Regions from separate parts of the Mus musculus genome. Here all the other regions are linked to region 2. The links are chromatin contacts, called in public ChIA-PET maps. All regions are on one chromosome and are shown on one strand. Each heading gives the region's core, a stretch centred on a gene start, on an enhancer-like site or on the middle of the called end of the contact. The rest is flanking DNA. Distances are from core to core; before and after follow the strand shown. Region 1 overlaps Stard5 (StAR-related lipid transfer (START) domain containing 5). Region 2 overlaps Efl1 (elongation factor like GTPase 1). Region 3 overlaps Tmc3 (transmembrane channel-like gene family 3).

Evidence for each region. ChIA-PET counts read pairs in DNA pulled down with a chosen protein or histone mark.
Region 1: a contact with region 2 is called in an RNA polymerase II ChIA-PET map of memory CD8 T cells, with 78 read pairs. The contact joins two enhancer-like sites. A contact is called at or near these places in 6 of 39 promoter capture datasets (the HPC-7 cell line, cranial neural crest, hippocampal neurons and 2 more), 13 of 115 datasets of contacts at active chromatin or transcription factors (T-cell acute lymphoblastic leukemia, acute myeloid leukemia, bone marrow-derived macrophages and 8 more) and 1 of 9 other capture datasets (liver).
Region 3: a contact with region 2 is called in an RNA polymerase II ChIA-PET map of memory CD8 T cells, with 6 read pairs. The contact joins two enhancer-like sites. A contact is called at or near these places in 2 of 115 datasets of contacts at active chromatin or transcription factors (embryonic stem cells and memory CD8 T cells).

Annotation. Positions count from the first base shown.
Region 1 is chr7:83,637,973-83,642,059 of GRCm38.p6, reverse strand. Stard5 (StAR-related lipid transfer (START) domain containing 5) reads right to left here. Exons shown (of 6, transcript NM_023377.4): 6 at 1-1,638. The coding sequence ends at 1,491. Among named protein-coding and RNA genes, the nearest start is that of Stard5, 8.0 kb to the right of the region's middle. Within about 2 kb of position 2,754, at least 46 of the 459 cell types and tissues checked have an H3K27ac peak or open chromatin away from gene starts, as enhancers often do. A contact at or near this core is called in memory CD8 T cells, where this site is marked.
Region 2 is chr7:82,770,923-82,774,891 of GRCm38.p6, reverse strand. It overlaps Efl1 (elongation factor like GTPase 1), which reads right to left. Exons shown (of 20, transcript NM_175317.3): 19 at 2,251-2,435. Among named protein-coding and RNA genes, the nearest start is that of 4933406J10Rik, 17 kb to the right of the region's middle. Within about 2 kb of position 1,536, at least 46 of the 459 cell types and tissues checked have an H3K27ac peak or open chromatin away from gene starts, as enhancers often do. A contact at or near this core is called in memory CD8 T cells, where this site is marked.
Region 3 is chr7:83,608,293-83,612,572 of GRCm38.p6, reverse strand. It overlaps Tmc3 (transmembrane channel-like gene family 3), which reads right to left. Exons shown (of 23, transcript NM_177695.4): 13 at 3,249-3,497; 14 at 2,601-2,729; 15 at 1,794-1,861; 16 at 11-139. It overlaps Gm16638 (predicted gene, 16638), which reads left to right. Exons shown (of 4, transcript NR_166697.1): 2 at 186-322. Among named protein-coding and RNA genes, the nearest start is that of Gm16638, 21 kb to the left of the region's middle. Within about 2 kb of position 2,407, at least 21 of the 459 cell types and tissues checked have an H3K27ac peak or open chromatin away from gene starts, as enhancers often do. A contact at or near this core is called in memory CD8 T cells, where this site is marked.

The DNA of each region.
Region 1 (4,087 bases), core at 1,505-4,004, 870 kb before region 2:
GACCTGGGGAAGCAGAAAGATACTGGTCCCTGGAATTGTTGGTCATCCAATCTAGCCTATTTGGTGAGTCAAAGGCCAATGAGAAAGCTGGTCTCAAAAATCCCAAGGTGGATCACATCCTAAATAATGGTATAGCAAGTGAGTAAGCTTAATATGGAGACAAAACCAGAGAGAGAGAGAGAGAGAGAGAGAGAGAGAGAGAGAGAGAACCACAGAAAGAGATCAGCATCCAAACCCCAGGCAACAGGGCAGCAGCAAGAAAACCTGACAGATCTATAGAGATTGCGGGAAATTCTGAACAAGCCCCGTCAAAATGAAGCTGTGTCCTAATGAGCCCTTTGACTAAATCCAAGCTGCTCCAACAACAGTGAGAAGAACAAAGGTAGAGAGAGTAGGGGAATTATTAAAATTATTAAAAGCTACTAGAGGGGAGCAGCTGGACTGTGAGGGTACTGTGTCTCTGAAGACAGTGTCAGTCAGCAGAGATCTTTCCTTTCTCCATCTGATGGAAAGCAAGGATCTAAATTTATTTGGAAAGCTAAAGAGAAACCCTTTGTCCCTAAAGGAATGGCAGACCTTGTGGTCAGTGTCAGATACAATAGGCGTGCATACTTGCACAGCATAGCAGACATTCTTCCCTCCTTCCTAATGGCAGCAAAGCCTGAGGGGCCAGGAGTCCCCAGCATTCTTGCCTCACCATGATGACTGAGGGCACAGTGAGGTACATGCCATGGGGCTCACCTCCCCAGAGTCTAGCATGCACACAGGAACTGCTGGCCCTGCCTAGAGTCACTCATAGGGGCCACAAGAATTCACACTCCTTCCCAAAGATACAAACTGGCCTGAGGCAGTTACAAGCCGGTTTCATGGGGATGTGAACCTTAACCCACAAAGGGAGAAACAGATAGAAAGAGATGATTCTGATGGAAGAGATCACAAACGGTAGATTGAAAGTATTTTTCCTTAAGGCTTATCCTGTGGTTTAAAACATCATTTTCCAAGTTGACACTTTTGTAAAGAGTGAAAGTCTTGTGCTAAAAATTTGTATACAAAAGCATATCCAGAAAGGGAACACAGGAGTCTGGGAACTCCAGATGCCAGAGGAAGCAGGACTTAGCGACCACAATGGATGATGATTCTTTAAGACCCACACAGGGACAAGGTGTCTTACAGCAACCAGCACACAGGGCTCTGGACCACAAGGAATCAAAGAGTACGTGAGCCATCTCTCAGGTGGCCATAGAGGGACTTGCCCTGGCCTGCCAGGCCTATGTGTGCACCACGGCAAGCTAGTGGTTAGCTCCTTCCACACCAAGCCCAAGAGGACGGAGGGTGGTGTGGGGGGATGGGCTGCTCCTCTGGAATGGAACCCTGAGATTTGCTGTTAACTATGGCATCTCAAAAGGCCTCAGCAGCTCTTCCGTGTCCTTTGAGGCTCAACAGCTGGAGTTCCTGAAGGACCATAGGCAATCCCTGCCAATAGGCGACTGTCAGTGATGGAACTTCCTCACTGCCTTCTGAAGGTTGGGGTAGAACTCAGCCATGCTTCGAGGGAAGAAGGAGTCCACCACACTCTGAGGGAGGTAGCCACTCAGGTCTGTCTGAAAGAATGTGACCAGGTTGGTTTTGTTGGGATCCCTGAAGAAATAGCAGATGCGGGTTAGATATGTACCATGGAAGCATCTAGCTCAGAGCCATGACCAGCAGAAGTGGTCCAGACATGGTGGTCACTTCTACTCCTGCTCTAGATTCAGTGCCCAGGACTCCTCTCAGCCTCCTTGTTGTGGATGATAGCATAGCCTCTAGGGGACACACGGCACAGTTGCTACAAACACATTGGGGAGCTGGTAGGACAGCTAGGTGCAGATTCTCCTTATGGCTACTGACAGCCCATCCCCCCAACCCCTCCTGGGCTTTGTGTATAAGGAGCTGTTTATCAGTTTACCCCTGTGCAGAGAAAGACAGCCAGAAGGAGGAGGGGAGGGGAGGGGGAGGGAGAGAGGGAAATACAGAGGGAGAGGGAACAAATCCTCCGTCAGATTCCATGTTCTCTCTCCCTCCCCACCTCCCACTGATTCTGGGGTACTTTCTCTGCCCATACGCCACCCCCACCCTCACCCCAAGCTCAAGCTATCCCTCATAGTCACTCAGCTGTGTTCTCTTTGGAAACTTGAACAGATAAGTAAGAAATCTGAGTTAGTGACTATGTTTCTCTCTGGGGAGCCCTGGGCTTGATGGGAGAACATCACAGAAGAGACAAACCACGTGGGGAAAGACACACAGAGTAAGTAAAAGTGGATAAAAGGGGCCTCAGAGGCACCACGGCTGTCTTTACAGGAAAGCCAGGAGTTTGCCTGACATACTCATCAGAATACATGCGGAACTTACATACATACAGTAGGCAGAACACAGAGAATGCTCCCTGCATACAGTAGGCACATCACAAATGCAGCTCTGGTGCTGCCTCCTCCACAGACTCTCCTGCCCTCTGAGATGCTTTTCCTCTGTCACAGATAGTCTGAGCCCAGACACCTCAGATCTGATCTGAACACAGTCTTGCTCCCCAGTGTGGCCTCTTGCCCTGACTCACAGCTCCTTCTACTCTGGGCACAAAGCAGTTTACACTGAAGTCATGGCATGGCTGCTCAGACCTCTCTAAAGCTCCCAAAATGTCTAGAGGGGCCTGGCCCTGCTTCCTCAATGATTTCTTCTAGCCTCTCTTCTGGCTCCACTGAGCCAACACAGTGGCTTCCTCCCATGCCAGTCCTCTTGTGGCCACACCCTCTCACCAAGAGGAACCTTGCACCTGCACAGGCCACTGTGCCAATCGAGGCTCCAACCAGGGGGATTTTGGTGATCTGTGCGGTGACTCACTCCGACCAGACCCCAGGTCCTTTCATCATCCTTTAGTTTTCTATACAGCACTTAGCTTGTAGTAAGCAATGTCTAGTGTATGTATAACATAATTTCTTTAATTTGTGCCTTGTTTATCTTCTCCCACCCCATCAGAATTAAGCACTCAGAGAACACATGTCTTTTATCTGTTTTTTAAAAAAGAGAAAAACAAAGATAGTCAACATAAAAACCACCTGGCCGGGTTTAAGTGTGGCTTTTTACTTGTTGGGTCTATTCATGGTCTTGGGGTAGCTACTTAACCTCTCTGGCCCACCCATCCCTCTTATAGAGCTTGTACCATCACCACTGTTACATAGCCTGAAGCTTGCAGACTGTGTGTTCCCCAAGCCAGCCCTAAGCCTCAGCTTCAAGGAGAAACGGCTCTTACTTGTCTAGACCCTCCTTGAAATATGCCCGGCAGCCTGGAAGGGCAAGGCAGGTCTCAGCATCTGACTGTTGGGAACATGGCAATGAAAAGTGGTCAAGGGTAGTTTTATAGGCCCACATCAGAGGGTCTGGTCTCCTCTGCACTGGGAATAAAGTTGTGTGTGCGCGCACGCGTCCATGCTTTACCACTGTCAAACTCAAAAAATTTGTGACATTTAAGAAAAGCCTTCCCAGAGCTGTTTGGAGAGCCAGATTAGCAGACATGGTGTTAGGTGGGGGTGCTCTGTCTGGGTTTTAGTAATCTAGGCACTGAGACCTGCCTCCTGGAACTGTGTGGGGAAGGCCACACCTTCCCCTCCGGCTATGTGCAGGGACCCATGAGCAGGTGCAATCTCTCTCACTGTTAACTTGGGTGCTGCTCATTATAAACCTGGGGCCTTAGGGTAACTCATTACCCAGAGAGCTCTCAGGAAAACCCTGGCCGTATCTGTGAGTGATTTAGGGCTCTTGGGCTTCTTTCCAGGGCCGATTCACAGCATGGTCTCAGAACTATCCTCCATGCCCTGAGATCTGCCGCCTTTCTTGTACAGGAAGGTGGTCGCTGCGTGAACATAGGGTGGGGAATTTGTTCTTGGAGCTACTTTAGTCTGGTGGATATCTTCAGAGAGTCCAGAAGACCTGGAGCTCAGGCAGTACACTGCGCTCCTGGACTTTGACTGTGGACGCATAACTTAACTGTCCTAACCCTCAGCTTGCTTATTTGCCTAATGGCACTGGGACATTTGCCTGACCTGTCCTGTGAGGC
Region 2 (3,969 bases), core at 287-2,786:
TGTACTGCATGCATATGAATGTGCGGGTGCATGGCCATGAATGTGTACATGGAAGCCAGAGGAAGCTGCCTGGTGTCTTCACTAGGCTGGCTGGTCAGTGAGCCACAAATTGCCTGTCTTATCCTCCCAGTGCCGGGACTGTAGACATCTGCAGCCATACTTGCTTTTTCACATGGGTGCTAGCGATCTGAACTCAAGTTCTCATGTTTGCAGAGCCATGTTTTCACCCCCTGAGCCTTCTTTCTAGACCCATTCATACAAATTTAAAGAGACTCAATAAAATAAGTTTCAAAGGAAGACTCAGTATATATTTTTTTTCTGGTCAGGCCTGGTGGTGTAAACATATAACCTTATTAGCTGAGGAGGGAAGGCGGAAGGGTCGGGGATCCAAAACCAGCTGTGGCTGCATAGCCAACCTGAGAAACTTATTCATACCTTGGTCCTTTCATGAGCTTTTAAAATGAAAATAAAATATATGATAGATTGCTCATCCAATGACAATGACAGTGTAACAGCTCTGAAGGCTTACTTAAGGCTCTGTTTATAGAAAGTCCCAGGCCTTATGTACCCAATACCCTCTGTTAGATCAGAGACACTATAACCCACTTTCCTGTGCCAGTGTTGACCAAGGCCAGCCTTGTGAGCTGGATGACTGTCATCTATGATGTCAGAAGGCTGAGTTCTGACAGCTGCGCTCAGCAAGGGCAGCACCACTGAGACCGGGGCAGCACCTCTCAAGGTCACTACCCAGAAGCAGAATCGTCTCACTCAGTCACAGACAGTGTCTAGGTGCACAGCCCAGTCACCACATACCGGCCACTAGGACCCCAGGACCCCAGCAGAGCTCCTGCCCTCCAGGCACTGCCACTTAAAATCTACTTCTTTCTTTTACTGCTTCGTGTTTGATGTAAGAAACCAAACCCAAGCTCAAAGGCTAGAATTTTGGATAAACAGGAAATGGTTAACTATAAGCTGAAGGTTAACAGTGCCCTAGATGTTTTCGACACAATGAGAAACAAAGATGAAGGCTACTTGGTAAAAAGGCAATGAAGGAACTCATCAGAACATCATTTAGCATTCAAAAGTGTAAAAGTCAAGAGAAATCTTGAGTGACTGTAAAACATGCTAACTAAAGAGATGCAGCTAAGTGTGAGCACTGTTTGGTTCTATCAAGCATCATGGACTGGACTTTCATGGGGAAAGCAGACACCCAGCGCTCTGGGCTGGAAACTGCATACACCTATCCAGGTGACAGGGACTACTGAATTAAAGCAGATGTGCCTGTTCAAAGTCTTACTTCTTACTTTGCTGATCACAGTTTAAAGAGAAAGGTCTGCCTCAATTATTTCCATTTTTCACTAATCGTGTAAATGTAAGCTCTGTGTTTAAAGAATTCTAGAGAAAGAACGCCATCAAGCTGCAGGAAGTGAGAGAAGTGCAGACATAGAAAGGAGCCCTGGCCAGCAGCAAAGCCTACAACACAGGGCTCGAGGTGGTGGCTCCACATAAATTATCCCAGAAGTGAAGTCTCTGCACTGTCCCAGTAAGCAGCAGAGACAGCACGTAACCACCAGCCCAGCAGACAGTAACACTCCCAGGCTACACTCTATCGCGGAAGGAGGGAGCTAGAATTACCGAGGTTTCCTACAAACAAGAAAGCACTGCTGTTTTGAGACAGCCTCTCTTGGGCTTTAGGCTTTTCCTTCCTCAGTTTTCCTGGCCGAGTGTTCTCGCTGCTAGTTAATGGCTAAGTCTCCTTTAAGGAAGGCCTACCCCATGCCTCCCACACACTCAGAACACGGTACTAACAACACCCTTCTCTTCCCTGCAGTGCACCTACTGAGTGTCCTTTTGTGACTGCACAAAAATTTGCTGTGTGCTTGACTCCATGCTGTGGTCAAGGAAAGGCTGTGGTGAGCAGGAGCTTATAAAGACAAACTGCAGATCTCCCTTCAAGAGTTCTCCCCTTGATGCTGGAAGAATCTCTCCCCATCCTCCTACCCCCAAGGGAAAAGCGTTCGAGTTTCACATTCAAAAGTGCTGTCATTTTTCTTTAACTTAACGTATGTCTGCAGCAAGAGAAGAATGGACTAAATGCCCTGTAACTCCGATTTACGTTATAGACAGAGTGCTCGTTGGGTTGGTGCTGTGAGCTGGCTTTCACAGGCCCCTTGCCTGGGCCCCATGCCAGTAACAGCCAGCTTCACGTAGCCTCTGCCTGGCTCTCGGGAAGGTGGGGCTGCATCTCACCTCCCAGTGGCTGAACACCAGCTGTGGGCTGGCCAGTCCGCTGGTCCTCTTCCTGATCTCATCCGCAAAGCCAAAGCTTTCCGCTACAGGCAGCACAGCCTTGATGATGAACATGTCCGTCCCTTCCTTCATCTCTTCCTGAAGCACTCGACCTTCTCGCTTTGACAGCACGGCATAGACTCGGCCTACAAAACCAAAACTCCTTAAGTTCACCCACCGATCACAACTTGACCCAAAGCCACAACAATTTGCATGCTTAGTAATGATACCATGAATATTTAACTGCTAATTAAAAGGACAAAATTAGAAAAAAATGCATATAAAAGATAACAAGAGTCCAAAATGTGCCCCCCAGTGACAACCCCCACCATGCAGTGTGAGAGGTATGGCCTCTGGAATTACAAGCAGAATTATCTCTGGGCATGAAATCCAATGAGAAAAGTGTGACTGGATTCCTATAACTATTTAAATGCTTCAGTCACTATTTTTAATACGATGACCAAAATGGTGTTAAGAGACCATTTGAGCTCAGAAACCAAGCAATTGACAATGAATGGCATTTTTTTTATTTTTTATTTTTTTTTTATTTGGGAGGTTGACAGACACAGACCCGGGGACAGCGAGACGCACGGAAGCCGGGATGGTGCGTCTCGGTCGGATGCAGACTCGGGCTTGGTCCCCGGGGAGAAGAAGGAAGCAGGAAGCAGGGAGCAGGGAGAACCGGGACAGGGGGACAGGGGGACAGGGGGACAGAGAGACCCGAGCTGCGCAGGCCACGGCAGAGGCCAGGCAGGCCGGGATGGAAGAAGGAGGCAGGAGCAGGGAGAACCAGGACAGGGGGACAGACAGACGCAGAGACCCGAGCTGCGCGGGCCACGGCAGAGGCCAGGCAGGCCGGGATGGAAGAAGGGAGAACCGGGACAGGGGGACAGTGGGACAGAGAGACCCAGACTGCGCGGGACACGGACTCGGGCTTGGTCCCCGGGTGGGAGAAAGTGGAAGAAGGCAGGAGAAGGGAGAACCGGGACAGGGGGACAGACAGACACAGAGACCCGAGCTGCACAGGCCACGGCAGAGACCAGGCAGGCCGGGATGGAAGAAGAAGGGAGAACCGGGACAGGGGGACAGTGGGACAGAGAGACCCAGACTGCGCGGGACTTGGACTCGGGCTTGGTCCCTGGGTGGAAGAAAGTGGAAGAAGGAAGGAGAAGGGAGGGAGGCAGGGGGGGACAGACAGACACAGAGACCCGAGCTGCACGGGCCACGGCAGAGGCCAGGCAGGCCGGGATGGAAGAAGGAAGAGGGAAGAAGGGAGAACCGGGACAGGGGGACAGACAGACACAGAGACCCGAGCTGCGCGGGCCACGGCAGAGGCCAGGCAGGCCGGGATGGAAGAAGGAAGCAGGAGAAGGGAGGAGAAGGAAGGAGAAGGGAGAACCGGGGGCTGCGGGACTCGTGGAAGCCGGGATGGGTCCCTCGATGGCGGACGCCGACGCCAGGCAGCCCCGGGTGGAAGGGAGGAGGAGGAGGAGGAGGAGGAGGAGAGAGACTTAGAGTCAGACAGAGGGACAGGGAGAGAGACTTAGACACAGAGACAGAGAGACAGAGAGAGGCTCTGTCCCTATGAATGGCATTTTTATACCAATCAAAACCCATACCTATGTTAGCATTTGCTCCTATTTTTCCTAAACTGACAGTATTTAAGTAGTGTTGAGAACA
Region 3 (4,280 bases), core at 1,158-3,657, 840 kb before region 2:
AGCTACCAACCTGGAAGCTCGAAACACTTGCTGGTGGGGTACATTGCAGGTCAGCACCGCCCAGCTCCTCAGGTACATCAGCCCAATGAGCTTAAGAACATTGAATGCTGGCAGACACGGAGAGAAGAAGGCCCCCATCCTGAAATGGAAGAAGGTCAAGTAAGTCTCTGTGTGTTCACATTCAGGGTTGCATACCAGATACCCCATGGTGGAGCAAGGGTGTGAGACATTCCGTGTACACCCTGCACTTCAAGAACCGAAGAAACTTCTGAAGGTACAAGACCCAGTCTGCACATTCCAGAGGGATGATGAGTCCCTGAAGGTGGGTGGTGGTGATGTGTTCATCTCTCTCCTCATTCAGGAAAAGGAAAGGCCTCCTCTGGGGAGAAGAAGACACTGGAGAATCAGGTCCTGGAATAAACTCTAGACTTTGCAGGTCTGGGATAAGAACTAAGTTAATAAGTTACTGCATTTCAGACTGAATTAACAAAGGTCAAACATCCCCAACTTTTGTCGGTTGTTGTTCTCAGGCACCTCACATGTGTTAGTCCACTTAATCATCTGAAACTGTGAAAGGAAGAGTAGATTACCAAGATAGTAGATCAGGAAGGCAAACCTGGGGAAACAAATCAATTTGCTCAAACACATATTACCCAAAGAGTGACCTGGTGTCTAGATGTGGACACTTCTAAGAGCAGAATTAATGAGCTGAGAGTACTCAGTTATCTCAAACAAGCCAGGACATCTAGCCAAGGCACAAATGTCAAAGGTACAACAAAGCCCAGGACCTCCACTTTAGTTAAAAATCAATTTGTATTGAATATGCAATTGAACCTATTCTGGTGAAATTCATATTTAGTGGCAGGAAAATGAAATGTTTAATAAGTGTTTTAAGAGCAGTCGTTTGCTCTCTTATGGCAGACATGTCTCTCGTGCCTCTCTTCATCATCTTTTACTGCATACAAAGACTGCAATTACTTGAAAGAGTTGCAGTGAAAAATTTAGCTCAGTATTCCAGGGATCTAGCACATATTAAATAAATAGTACATATGGTTACAACAATTTGATTTATACAACTGGGTTCCCTATGCAGTCTGTGACAGATGTCGGAAGTTGTTTTTCTGAATGTACAGAATACCCAAGCTTCTTCATTTTCTTTGTCTAACATTATTTGGACCTACGGCGCCATTTGTGGTCCCATAGGTAAAGTGGGAGGTCCCCACCCACTACTGAGAAAAGAATGGCAAGATGACCTCTGCCAATGCCCTGGTGTCCATAGGAACAGGATCTGCTTGGCTGGAGGTGTCCCAGTCAAAAGGTCTTGCCAGGATCCTGGTCACCCTTCAGGATGTGCGAGCTATTCAGAAGAATAGGCCTCCATCTGAGGCTAGTGTCTACATGAAAGGAATAATGGGAAATGCCCAAGAACGGTCTGTCTCTAAGTGCTCCAATGTAACCACAGAGGTCCTGACACCTTGGCAAGAAGCAGTCTTCTGCTTGCTTACCTCCTTCCCAGATGAAGGATTCTACTACTTCCTATGCAGGTGCTTTAGGGGCTATGACCAAAAGTGGTTTAAAAAGGAGCCACTCCCTCTGTCATTCTTTTCTGTAAAATCCTCAGGAAGTCACTACTAAAATCACCTCACTCAAGAATTTGTCACCCTATTGGGGTTAGGGTTAGGGTTAGGGTTAGGGTTAGGGTTAGGGCTGGCATTGTGTATAGGTCCCTCTGGGCCCACTGAAACCTTAGCTCAGATGACATTAGAAAAGCTGAGATGCAGCATTGTCCTTACCAAATCATGCCTTGATTGTAGACAAGGTGCAGCACATTCTCGGCAATCTTGAATTCTCCATATTCAGGCTGTTAGAGACAAGCATTTGCATTAAGAAAGAAGTCATAAAGTCCTTTGTGCACAGTAGTGCACGATGGCCATTTGTACCAACTTCTTCGCTCTTATAGATACTCAGAGATCACTGTCTAGCTGGCTCTCAGCAAATGGTGTAATAAAAGCCTGGGGCAGGAGCTCAGTGGAGCATGGCCTCTCCTCTTTCCTCGTGAATCCCCTTTGTGGTATCTCTGCCTCACTCCCTGGACCATGCTCTTATGTAGCTATTTTCTTAGACTGAAGCATTCCCTTCTGAAAGGAGGGTCAGGAGAATTAGGAAAGTCAAGACTTAAGGCTCAGGAAATGTCCAAGGCTCAGAAGGGCCTGCCCTAGGCTATGCAAGCAGTTCCCAAGGAAAGGAAAGATTCTTTAGTGGAGCTGCCTACAAGTTGCGCAGCAAGCTTTGCTCACATCACCCATGCTGGCATTGGCATTTTAGTGAAGTAGCTGTCTGAGTCACCCATGTGTCTGTAAGTAACCCTTCACCCATGCTTTTGTAAGTAACTCCAAGACTCTTGTAGGTTCACTAAGCTAGACTTGAATAGAACCACTTCCTGGGTCTGTTTCCCTCTATTTGAGATGAACAAAAGTAGACTCCCCAGAAAAAGCTGTATGACGCATGCCCACCTGATTCACAGACAAGCCAACAGGAAGAGATGGGTTTACTTCTAGAACCTTCCGCAAGTGAAATACTGGGGGAAGGATTTTACTTACAAACTTGCTTTCAAGGTCCCAACACCAATAGTCACTTAGGTAGCGAACAAAAAGTCCTCGGAAGAAGTCTATGAGGAGGATGCTGGCCACAGTGAAGAGCATGTCGATGACAGACAGCTTCAGCATCTCCTGCAACACATTGGGTCCTGCTGCCACCATGTCCTGACCCCCCACAATCCTCCCTCCTATCATCTCCACAGTTCTCTTCCTGGTTTTCCCTGTCTCTGTCCCTTCCATGGAGCCAGAGCCAGGAGCCCTCTTATGTTTCCCCTTCATATCTCTATAGAGCACAGAGGCAGAGGGAGGGGTTTCTATATATCATGGGTGTTTGGGTTTGGGATTCAAGATCCAAGGCAAAGACACTACTACGTAAATCTTAGGAAGACCCTAAGGTCTGAGGCTCTGAAACACAAGCTCTTAACCAGATGTGCCTATGAGGTTGATGATGACCTTTGACAAGGGCCTTGCTTAGTCACTGCTCGACAGTAACTTTGCTCTGATCACTAGGATTAATTTTGAATCCTGGAGCACAGAATATTAAAACCTCACTGGATTCCATATTCTTCTTCTATGAAAAAGGGACAGTGATGCCCAAGAGTGTTCCCAGGGTGAAGTGTTTGGGACTTCTCAAAGGGCAGAGGAAAACACCTGGCCGACATATGTCTCCCAGCACTGGCCTTGTGGGCCCTGCATGTAGGGCACTGTCTTGTTGGCCTTTGTATGTGGCGTGATAGAAGTCAGAAAGCTTGTCTCTTCTACGACCCATGTGCTAGTGTTTCTCCTGAGCTCCGCTCCTGATCCAGGTGTGGGCCACTGCCCTTCTTCAGGCACTGTCCTGGTGGCAGAGAAGGTGGGAGCATCTGCCCAGTGGCTTGTTATGTTTTTAGTAGCAGCTTCCTGTTGAGAGGGGAAGAGAAGGAAGGAAGAAGGCAGGCAGGGAGGGAGGGAGGGAGGGAGAGAGGGAGGGAGGGAGGGAGGGAGGTAGGTAATTTATGTTTTTAAGAATCCAGCTTGGACAAATGAAGGAGCTGCCACATTTGCTTTGGAGGGATCATTCTCTCTCCCCAGGTGACCATACTTCTCTCTCTTTCCCTCTCTACCCTGTCTCTTTCTCCATCCCCAGTCACAATTTTTCCCCACTCTTTGTTCCTCTCTTCTCTCCTTCCTTTCCCCTTACCATTTGACTAGAGGTGACCACACTTACAAGACACCAGCTAAAACATACCCATGCTCACTGTCACTTAATGAGTATCAGAAATGGTTCTATGGTTCTAGGTAACTTCTTTTCAACCTCAAGGCAGAGGGAGGGGTTCCTATCACATCACGGGTGTTTGGACAGTATCTGCTCATTTGAGTTTAAGTCATGTTCAGAAGGAGATTGGGCTTCAGAAGGTGGTAGACTAATGCTCCAGACAGACTGCAGTTAATTTGCAGGTCAGGGCCAAGGTCTATGGGATTTCCAAGCCTGGCTCTCTATGACCTCTTTGGCATATATATAAATACCCTTTTATTTATTTATGGTATTCTTTAAGTAAACTACCCCCGGGACGTGCCTCCTCATGCCTTCCATCCCCTCCCACTCATGGTGTCCTCAGAGGGTGAGCAGGCTGAAATGAATATTAAAACTGCTCTGGGAGTGTGGGGCTGGGACTGGAGCACACTTGGAACCTATGGTCAGCT